3 separate regions of the Danio rerio genome follow, and all the other regions are linked to region 3. Evidence: chromatin contacts called from public Hi-C and Micro-C data. All regions are on one chromosome and are shown on one strand. The core of a region is the stretch at or near the end of the contact, and the rest is flanking DNA. Distances in the headings are between cores, read along the strand shown. Region 1 holds the start of igfbp5b (insulin-like growth factor binding protein 5b). Region 2 overlaps igfbp2b (insulin-like growth factor binding protein 2b). Region 3 has its middle 500 kb from the start of tns1b.

Evidence for each region. A called contact is a pair of places that touch in the nucleus more often than the background predicts.
Region 1: a Micro-C map of caudal fin shows a contact between it and region 3, with 12 times the contacts expected there. The contact joins the promoter of igfbp5b here to the enhancer-like site in region 3. A contact is called at or near these places in 2 of 18 Hi-C or Micro-C datasets (caudal fin and an unstated tissue) and 3 of 4 datasets of contacts at active chromatin or transcription factors (caudal fin, embryo and pancreas).
Region 2: a Hi-C map of an unstated tissue shows a contact between it and region 3, with 6 times the contacts expected there. The contact joins two enhancer-like sites. A contact is called at or near these places in 2 of 18 Hi-C or Micro-C datasets (caudal fin and an unstated tissue).

Annotation. Positions count from the first base shown.
Region 1 is chr9:48,654,538-48,657,503 of GRCz12tu, reverse strand. igfbp5b (insulin-like growth factor binding protein 5b) reads left to right here and starts at 1,358. Exons shown (of 4, transcript NM_001126463.1): 1 at 1,358-2,048. The coding sequence starts at 1,721. LOC141376210 (a long non-coding RNA gene) reads right to left here. Exons shown (of 2, transcript XR_012385640.1): 2 at 1,553-2,966.
Region 2 is chr9:48,593,558-48,596,976 of GRCz12tu, reverse strand. All of the region lies in intron 1 of igfbp2b (insulin-like growth factor binding protein 2b), which reads right to left. Among named protein-coding and RNA genes, the nearest start is that of igfbp2b, 36 kb to the right of the region's middle. Within about 2 kb of position 1,881, at least 3 of the 62 cell types and tissues checked have an H3K27ac peak or open chromatin away from gene starts, as enhancers often do.
Region 3 is chr9:49,234,429-49,237,690 of GRCz12tu, reverse strand. No RefSeq gene overlaps it. Among named protein-coding and RNA genes, the nearest start is that of tns1b, 500 kb to the left of the region's middle. Within about 2 kb of position 1,385, at least 17 of the 62 cell types and tissues checked have an H3K27ac peak or open chromatin away from gene starts, as enhancers often do.

The DNA.
Region 1 (2,966 bases), core at 109-2,608, 580 kb after region 3:
GAAGTGAAATATCGTGCGCAGTTCTTTAAACTTGGTATCATACATCTGACAAAGAGATTCCAAAGCAAAACAGAGCAGCTCGTTTCACAGCACTGATGAACTTTACATATGGGACATGTGCAAATGCCATTTTGGAGCGCTCTATAAGGCAAATCAGGGACATGTAAACACAGCAGAGGGCCACTTGGACACTGAGCGAACGGCATGATTAAACAATCGTGTCTGCTAAATCTCATCTTTTCTAAATTGTGGTTTCGGTAGTTCAGAGTTTGGAACAGGTGGGTGTAGATTGCCTATTCTTAAACTACCACCGAGACCACTGTAATTAAAGCTCAAACGAGACTTGGCAACCGAAGGAAAGCCTCTCTGCATGACAGAAAAGAGATTTACCACAGTATTTGCCACACACCTCAGCTGGTTTTAATTGTGCGCTGCGGCGATGGGTATATGAACTTCACTGCTGCAGTCAGAAGTTATTGCTGCGCATTTATACGAGTTGTAACACCATCGGTTTAACCATTTAAAGTTACATGTGTGAAATCTCACTGTTATGAGAAGAAGTTAGTAACACCGGTTACATCTGGCATTTAAATTGCTTTGTAATGAACACAAACGAGTACAAAACTTAGTGTTTTCTACATTTTACTTAAATAGAGATGTGTTATTAGGAATGAATATAAAACTCACATGGTCAGAATTATTGGTTAAAATGGGAGTAGTTGAGATTTGAGCATGGCATAATCGTTCCCTCCAAGCACACTTTGTACTTGACATTAAAGTGAGCAGTTTATGGATAACTGCTGGATTTTAATGTGTAAAAGACTAAAGCGGGGATATTGTGTCAAAGTTTGAGACGCACAGAGCAAAGCGACACAGCGTTGCAGCAGACGCTGAACCGAAACACATCTACCCCTACTCAAACATGTTCTCTGCGCGCACTAATATACGGGTGGTGCCTATATCAGCAGAGCGATCCTAATCGTGCTCTTTTGTGTGTACTCTTCATAACGCATGTGTGAGCGAGCGACTTTATCTTGTCACATACATGTTTCCATCTGACGCGGAATCTGTTGGAAAGCCGACGAGTTCCGTGCACGAATCTGTCGCTCTACCAGCCGCAAAGTGCACGGAAGATCTCAGAGGAGCATATCTTCGATTTTGCATGGATTTGTGTTTTGCTCTGCGCTCTTGGCATCACTGCGTAAAAGACTGATCCTATTGCCGAGGGGGGAAAAAAGGCGCTGGCGCTGCGCCACGATCTGGCAAGTGCGCCTCCCTTCACCGCTGTTTGGCTTATTCATAGTTAGGGGTTTGGGTTTGGCTGTTTTTAAAAAGGCAAGCACTGCTGTGAAGTTGATCAGTCTGCTCAGAAAACTTCTAGAGGGGAAAGTGTTTTGGAATCGGAAAGTCCAGAATTTCAGTGCGCAACAACTTGTGCACAAACTGGACTACTGGAGAATACTCAAGTGAATCTTTTTTAATATATTTATATTAAAAAATCCACAGGATTCTTTCATCATCATTATCATCATCAACGTTATCATCATCATACTTTTTTTAAAGAGACTATTTTTATTTTCTCGTTTTTAAAACCCCAACCTGTGTTTTCACTTTGCATGCGGACTTTAACTCGAATCTGAGCCAGACGTCCATGCGCCCTCATATCTAGTTCTTGCTTCTTTTTAATTTCCATCGGACCTCATTCACATTGACACGAAGTATGGCTCTTCTTGTGCTGGGTACATTTCTGACGGTGTTGTCCGTCAGCGGAGGCTCTTTTGTACCGTGCGAGCCGTGCGATCAGAAGGCGCTCTCCATGTGTCCTCCGGTCCCGGTGGGCTGTCAGCTAGTGAAGGAGCCCGGCTGCGGCTGCTGCTATACTTGCGCTCTGGCGGAGGGGCAGGCGTGCGGGGTGTACACCGGTACATGCACACACGGGCTGCGCTGCCTGCCGCGCAACGGCGAGGAGAAGCCGCTTCACGCCCTGCTGCACGGCAGGGGAGTGTGTACGAACGAGAAGGGATACAAACCACCGCACCCACCCATTGGTAAGTTGACTGGGAAGCAGTGCGCCTTTGTTGCACGGAAGCATTGTTGCGTTGAGATCGTGTATCTGGTGGGAACTTTGTGGCTTGCTCTGATCCTGTTTTATGGCGTGCGCATGTTTCTGCATGAGCTTTTCTGTGTTGTGGCCGGTCTGCGCAGCTCCCTGCTTTTTTTTTTCATCATATTCCAGCGCAAGGATTAGCAAAGCCTGTTTATGTTTCATCCAAAGCCAATTATTAACAAACGATTTCCAAAGTCATCCTAGATGTTGGCTACAGTGCAGCGGGAGCACCGCGTTTTCTGGGAATGTACCATAGTATTTGTGGAACCATTGTGCAAGTACTATTGCACCACTTATGTTTTAATATTTGGATGTAGATTGTTTGTTTTATTCAAAACCATTATTATTACAAGCACGATTGCTGTTGAAAATGTATTGGGCATACAATTGGGCTCAGAGCTACCACTTTTGTAATTTAACATAGTAGTACCATAGTATTGCTTTAAAATTACCTACCATATAATGGCTAAAATAGGCATACAAATGCAATACACTGATAAAGCAATGCATAATTATATTGCTATCTGATATTTTCTTCATCTAAAGTAGAAACTGCAATCATAATATGAACATAAACATGTTTATGAATAAAAGCATTAACATATGATAGTGAATTTCAATATATAGTGAATGTTTAAAGCTGCTCTGATGCTGCATTTCATTTGCACAGACGCAAAGCAGCATCAGACTCACCAGAACTGCATAATTTATGCTGCCCAGAACTCTAAAGACGCCTCAAGAAAGACAACTCCAAACTGTTTTTCTGAGTGTGTGTGTGTGTAGTTATTGCTTGATTTGGCTGTGGTGCTCTATTGACATCAGCAACTCCTCCATTGTTATGATCACACCTCTCATCATT
Region 2 (3,419 bases), core at 632-3,131, 640 kb after region 3:
TCTGTGATCTCCCGAGTTCGTTCTTACGAGAACACCTGGCAAGACCGGTCTCCACAAGAACACAAGACTGTTCTCTGCGTTCTTGGAATTGAGAAACAGCCATGGTCAAGATGATCTGCTGCAGTTCAAACTGAGCATCAGAATGGGGAAGAAAGGTGATTTAAGTGACTTTGAACATGGCATGGTTGTTGGTACCAGACAGGCTGGTCTGAGTATTTCAGAAACTGCTGATCTACTAGGATTTTCATGCACAACCATCTCTCGGGTTTAGACAGAATGGTCTGAAAAAGAGAAAATATCCAGTGAGTGGCAGTTCTGTGGGCGCAAATGCCTTTTTGATGCCAGATGTCAGAGGAGAATGGCCAGACTGGTTCAAGCTGACAGAAAGGCAACAGTAACTCAAATAACCACTCGTTACAACTGAGGTATACAGAAGAGCATCTCTGAACAGTAAAAATAGGAAACTGAGGCAAAAACAAAATTGTTTGGTTGGACTTTAGTTGAGTTTTTATTGTTTGAATGGCCACTGGGCTACTTTTATAGTGAAAACCTGGCAGCCCTGGCAAGAACCCACATCTTAATTAATCATCTGAAGGTTTCCATATTGCAAGCCAGCTTCATATCACTTGGCTCTCTTTAAAACATTCTTGGAAAATTCTGTATTATTTGGCAATCACCCATTAAAAACTAAATAAATAAATAAATAACCATTCATTCATTCATCATGGGTCGCTAAAGCAGATTAAACCACCAACTATACCAACATATTTTTCCACAGCAGATGCCCTTCCAGCCACAACCCAGTACTGGAAAACACCCACACATACTCATACACTGCAGATAATTTAGTTTATTCAACTGTACCGCATTTCTTTGGACTGTGGGGGAAATCGTAGCACCCAGAAACCCACTCAAACATGGAAAGAAAATGCCAACTGGCCCAGCCTGGACTCAAACCAGTGACCTTCTTACTGTGTAGTGACGGTACTAACCACTGAGCCATCGTCCCGCCCAATAACTATTCATATAAAAATAAATTATGTACTACTCATATATTTACATCCACTGTATCACTTAAAGTGGTCAGACATTGACAAGTACATTTTCACATGATATTTTGGCATTTAAGAGGTCACTGTACTATAAAATCAGGACTTAAAACTTCATTATTATTACAAAAACTGCTTTTATTGTGGAAAAAATGTGTGTGTTGCATGACTGGATATTGTAGTCCATAAATGGCGGGTTTGTAGTCCTTAAGCGATCCGCAGCTACTAGATTGCTGGTGATCATGACAATGGATGATTATTTTAAGTCCTAAATGTGCCACTTCTATCTAGCACAATGGCATTTCGGTACGTAATAACAATACATTGTAAGAGTCATAATTCGTTTTAATATAATTTATTAAGAGTGATCAAATTCATGTACAGTTTGCACGTTTAGATGTGCTTATTTGTTGATTTCAACCTTACTCTTTTGATTGTAATGGCTTTCTAGGCCTGTATTGGAATGTTTTAAGTAATATTATTAAATAAGAAAAAAAAGAAAGAAAGAAAGAAAGAAAGAAAGAAAGAAAGAAAGAAATAGTTTTTTGACCGGAGTTATTGTAGTGATGCTTTAAAATATAGTAGACATTTTTATTTGGAAAGAGTCAATTTATTGCCTTAAAAAGATTTTTTGAAATTCTGATATGCATACACAAATTTCTACTTAGAATTTTCATACCTGCATGCAAGTTTAATTTTGATCCAAAATGTAATTGCTTTTTAAAAGCCATTGTTAATTAATGAATGCTGCACAGTCCTGTTAGGATAGTCGTTTCGTAACAAATTGACATATTATTTATAGAAATGTGGATTATGGCTCTCAGGTCAAAGACCGCAAAGGATCTTATTTTGTCAATGAAAACAAAGTCAGGATCAGTGTTCTGGCAGCGCATCAAAGCACAGCGGAGAGAGAAAGTTAAAGGCTTGGAATAATGACAGCTCTTGATTCAGATAGCTGCAGAGGCCTGTGAAGAGATATGCGCCCTTTTAAGTCAAAACGTGCCTGGCAACTCACAAGTGAACGACTAATGAAAAAAGACACTTTTATTTGATAGTTCAGGCAAAAGTAACTTTCAGCGTATGTGGGTCATTTCTAAAAACTTTTTAGCCCCAAGCAATTTAGTTTGAGTTGATATACAGGGTGGGCCATTCATATGGATACACCTTAATAAAATGGGAATTGGTGTAGATTTTAACGTTCTGTTTGTAGCACATTAGTATATGTGAGGGGGCTAGTATATAACTCATGAAAGAATAAACTTGCGATTAAAACCAAGCACAACATTGTTTTTCTTGTGAAATTTCCAATAAGTTTATTAAGGCGTCTCCATTTAAATGTATATATACACAGAGTACTGGGAACCACCCATACACACTCATTCACACACACATTCATACACTACAGCCAATTTAGTATCTCCAATTCCCCTATAGCACGTCTTTCAAATGTGGGGGAAACCAGAGCCCCGAGAGGAAACCCACGCTAACACGGGGAGAACATGCAAATTCCTTACAGAAGTGCTAACCAGCCCAGCCGAGACTTAAACCTGCAACCTTCTTGCTGTGAGGCGATAGTGCTAATGACTAGCCAGCATGCTGCCCCATTTACTGTTTGTTGAGGTTTATTTTATTGTACAGAACGTTAATAAATATCCACCAACCTAAGCTACCTACACTTACTTAAAGGTGCAGTTGTAAGTGATGAGCCAAAATGCTAATTGGTTAGCATATTAGTTTAGGACGGCAGGGGAGGGACTGTGTTTCAAAGTCACGCCTCGTGAAATCACGAACGCAACCCACTAGTTCAAATCATTCGCCAGTTAGAAGTGTATGTAGTTGTTGGTCAGCAGCGTGCAGCTACACTTACATGCTATTTCACAGCGAATATTCAGAGTAGCAAGGTTAACAATATAGGGAACGCGTCACATGCTGTCATTGTTCAGAAATGACCCGATGTGAACATAAAAGCAATTTCAGCTCAGTACAGCAGGCTAGGCAGAATAACTGATGTTTTGTTGTTAAACTAAATATAAATCTACATCATCGATGCTGTAAAAAAGGCCTTTATAAAACTGAAAATTGTCACATCAATCTTTCCCCATGAGATTTCAGTGGCTGAACAACACTTTCGTGCATATAACCCATTTGTAACAACAACATCTGCATCAGCTCTGCGTGAAGCTAAAATAGTTTTAAAACACCATGGTTATAGGTAACGAACGTTTTAATGGTACTGGATTGTACGAATGTCCATGTAAAATTATTTTACGATCAGTGGGTTTTTGGTATAGTGTTGTTTGTATACCAGATGCAGTCAAACTTACAAGTACATCTAAAAAAAATTCATTTTGTGTTTGTGGAATTCCATGG
Region 3 (3,262 bases), core at 136-2,635:
TAGATATTGAAAAACATGATTTTGTTTTTGAAGTCTTGTTTTTTAGTAACAGTGGTACAGTACCTTAAGCAAAAAGTAAAAAAATAACATCTTTGTAGGTTTGCACTCAAAAATGCAGCATTTTAGTTACTTAAAATAGCATAAAACAGTTACCACCCCACTGTAAAAACCAAAAAGTTAAGCTAACTCAAATCATTTGAGGAAACTGATAGCAACAAATCATTTAGGTTCCAAAACTAATCCAAATGAGTACAGCGAACTTAATCCATTTAAGTTGGAGGTATTTAATTAACTCATTCCCTTCAACACTGAGTTTAAAACTCTTTTCAAATGAGTAGAATTACCTTTAAGTAAATTGAGTTAACTACACTGATTTTATTTGATAAAGTTGACTGTTGGGTTTAACAGTGCAATTTTGCATCTACACTGTAAAACCCGATAAGTTCACTCAAACTGTTAAAGGAAACCGATTGCGGCAAACCATTTAGGTTTTGAAACAAAATGGTTTGAGTATTGTGAACTTATATATTGTGTCACATGTATCATTTGTGCTGATATCGTAAAATGTTTAAGTTACTAATACTAAAATGCTAAATACAAAAATTTTAAAGTTCAGTTATCAAATTACTATTAGTTCAATTAACTTAAATTAAGTTCAAACAACTATATAGCTACTCAAATGGTTTAGTATTCCTTCTAGCATTAGGGTTAAAACAAAACAGTCACTTTATCAAATGGAATGAGTGTAAAGAACTCGAAATTTAATGAAAGTTAATTCTAAAGGGCTTTGAACTCAGTGTTGGAGGTAAAGAGTTAATTAAATACCTCATTACTTCAACTTAAACAAAATATAACAGTACTCGTATAGATAGTTTAACTCAAATGGTTTGTAGCAATCGGTTTTGTCAAACGGTTTGAGTTGCCTTTACTTGTTGAGTTTTACAGTACTCAATTGGTTTGAGTTCTCTTTATTTATTGGGTTTTAATGTGCTCAAATTGCTTCCTTTACTCAAATGAATTAAGTTCACAGTACTCATTTGGATTAGTTTTTGAACTTAAATGGTTTGTTGCAATCGGTTTCCTCAAATGAGTTACCATTACTTTTAAGGTTTTCCAGTGTATAATTCATTAATTCATAACTCATTCGATTAGAGTTCTGCTTAATATAATCATTGAAAATTAGTTTTGGTAACTCATAAACATCATAAAAGAGTCAAAGTAACTTTTTTTTTTTATTATATGTTAAACTAACTTATTTCATTTAGTGACTGTCAAGTTTTACAGCGTACAGATAACTAAAACGTTATATCTTTGGTCAAATGACAGGCCCAAAATGATTCCTGCAATTACAGGCCTACACCATTTGATGTCAGTGTTGACCCTTCCTAAAACAAGCTGCCCGGGCAAGCCTCTGAAGCAGAAGATGCAGGCCGGAGCGAGCTTATCTGTCCTTTTACAGAGTAACGCTGCATTATTGATGCTGGTAGAGAGTTAGATAAGGCCTCAGAAGAATTTCAGACACTCTCTGTTAGCCCGAGTCTGTCTTTTTGGAGATCTCAGCGATGTGTGACTGGAAGAGCTGTCCGCCCTCGACACCCAAACAATGGAGCCAGTTTAGTCCCACAGTTTATACACACCGTATCGCTCCAGGAAAACATCTCTGTTAGACGTTACGGCCAGTGGAAAAGTACAACACCACGTTTTGAAGTGTGTGTGGGCCAATATCTTTTTTTCTTTGTTGTTTCTTTCCTGCAAATGTCATTGTGATTTTGGAAACTGCTCTCGGCAGGGGGTCCAAATGACAAGATGAGAGGAATTAGGCAGTCCATTTAAGGCCGAAGAGGGGATAACCCTCTAATCTGAGCGGGCTTTGTGCGCTATAGGGAGGAAATCTGAAAATCAATATTTCGTCTGGTTGTAATCTTCCTGGAGAACAGGTGTCCTCTCGCCTGGCAAAGCCTCTTGTCCTCGCATCGCACATCAATGGTGGCAGCTTTAGGAGGGAGACGCCCTTTCAAAGTGAGGATTGGATGGCGCTCTCCGAGGAGCTGACCTGAAATCATACTCGAGGCTGAAGAAGAGGTGCTTTATATATTGGAAAAATCAGATATTGTGATATTTTAATTTTCTGTGGTGAATATTGTGATATGAATAAAGTTTCACAAGATGGTCTTGTGGACTGTTAGAAGAGTCTAACAGTATTGAGGTACAGAGAGTGAATCACCACAATGCAAAGAATGCTTTTCCTACTTTGAGTCTCATTTCTAGTCCAAATATATAAAATTTTGTAGATCAAGTAAAAATATATTTTTTTCAATGTTAAAATGAAGAATTTTTCCTTAAAACAAGCTAAATTACCTACAAGTGGGGGAAGCAAAATAATCTTGTTTTTACTTTGAAATGTAGTTATTTGGACAATTTTATTATTATTTTATGGTAACACTTTACAATAAGGTTCATTAGTTAATGCATTTACTAACATGAACTAATCATGAACAACACATGTACAGCATTTATTAATCATAATTGAACATTTACTAATGCATTATTAACATTCAAGTCCATGCTTGTTAACATTAGTTAATGCACCATGAGTTAACATGAACTAACAGTGAACAACTGTATTTTCATTTACTAACGTTAACTAACATGAACAAATACAGTAGTAGATGTATTGTTCATTGTTTGTTCATGATAGTAAATGCATTAATTAACATTAACTAATAAACCTTATTGTAAAGTGTGACCTATTTTATTTATTTACGAGCGCCTATTATGCTTTAAAAAGGGTCATATTTTGGTTTTGGGGGTCTCCAACAACTGGCTGATATGCATGCAAGGTCAACAAACACTTTCATTGTCTTATAATAAGCATTTATTATTTATCCCAACGACTCACATTTGATTCGTTCCCGAACCCCTCTTTAGTGCGATGCTAATCTGCGCTGATTGGTCTGATGACTCAGTCTGTTGTGATTGGTCGACTTCGTTTAGCGGGAGACAGAGAGAAATGCCCAGCATGGCTTATCAGCAATTTTGAGGCAGTCAGAGTGCAGAGAATATGTGTAAGCCCAGTGCAGGAGTGCGTTAAAGCAGTGCAGTCTTTGTGATCTGATTCAACCGGGATCTGCTACAGTGTTTGTGGGCAGGGCCGGGGGTTTCAATTTTTCCGGGTCTGTATGCGCAGCAAATAGGCGGAGCTTGAGACTCACCGCAGCGATTCATTCTAGCTACTATGATTCGATTTTTTTATATATGAATC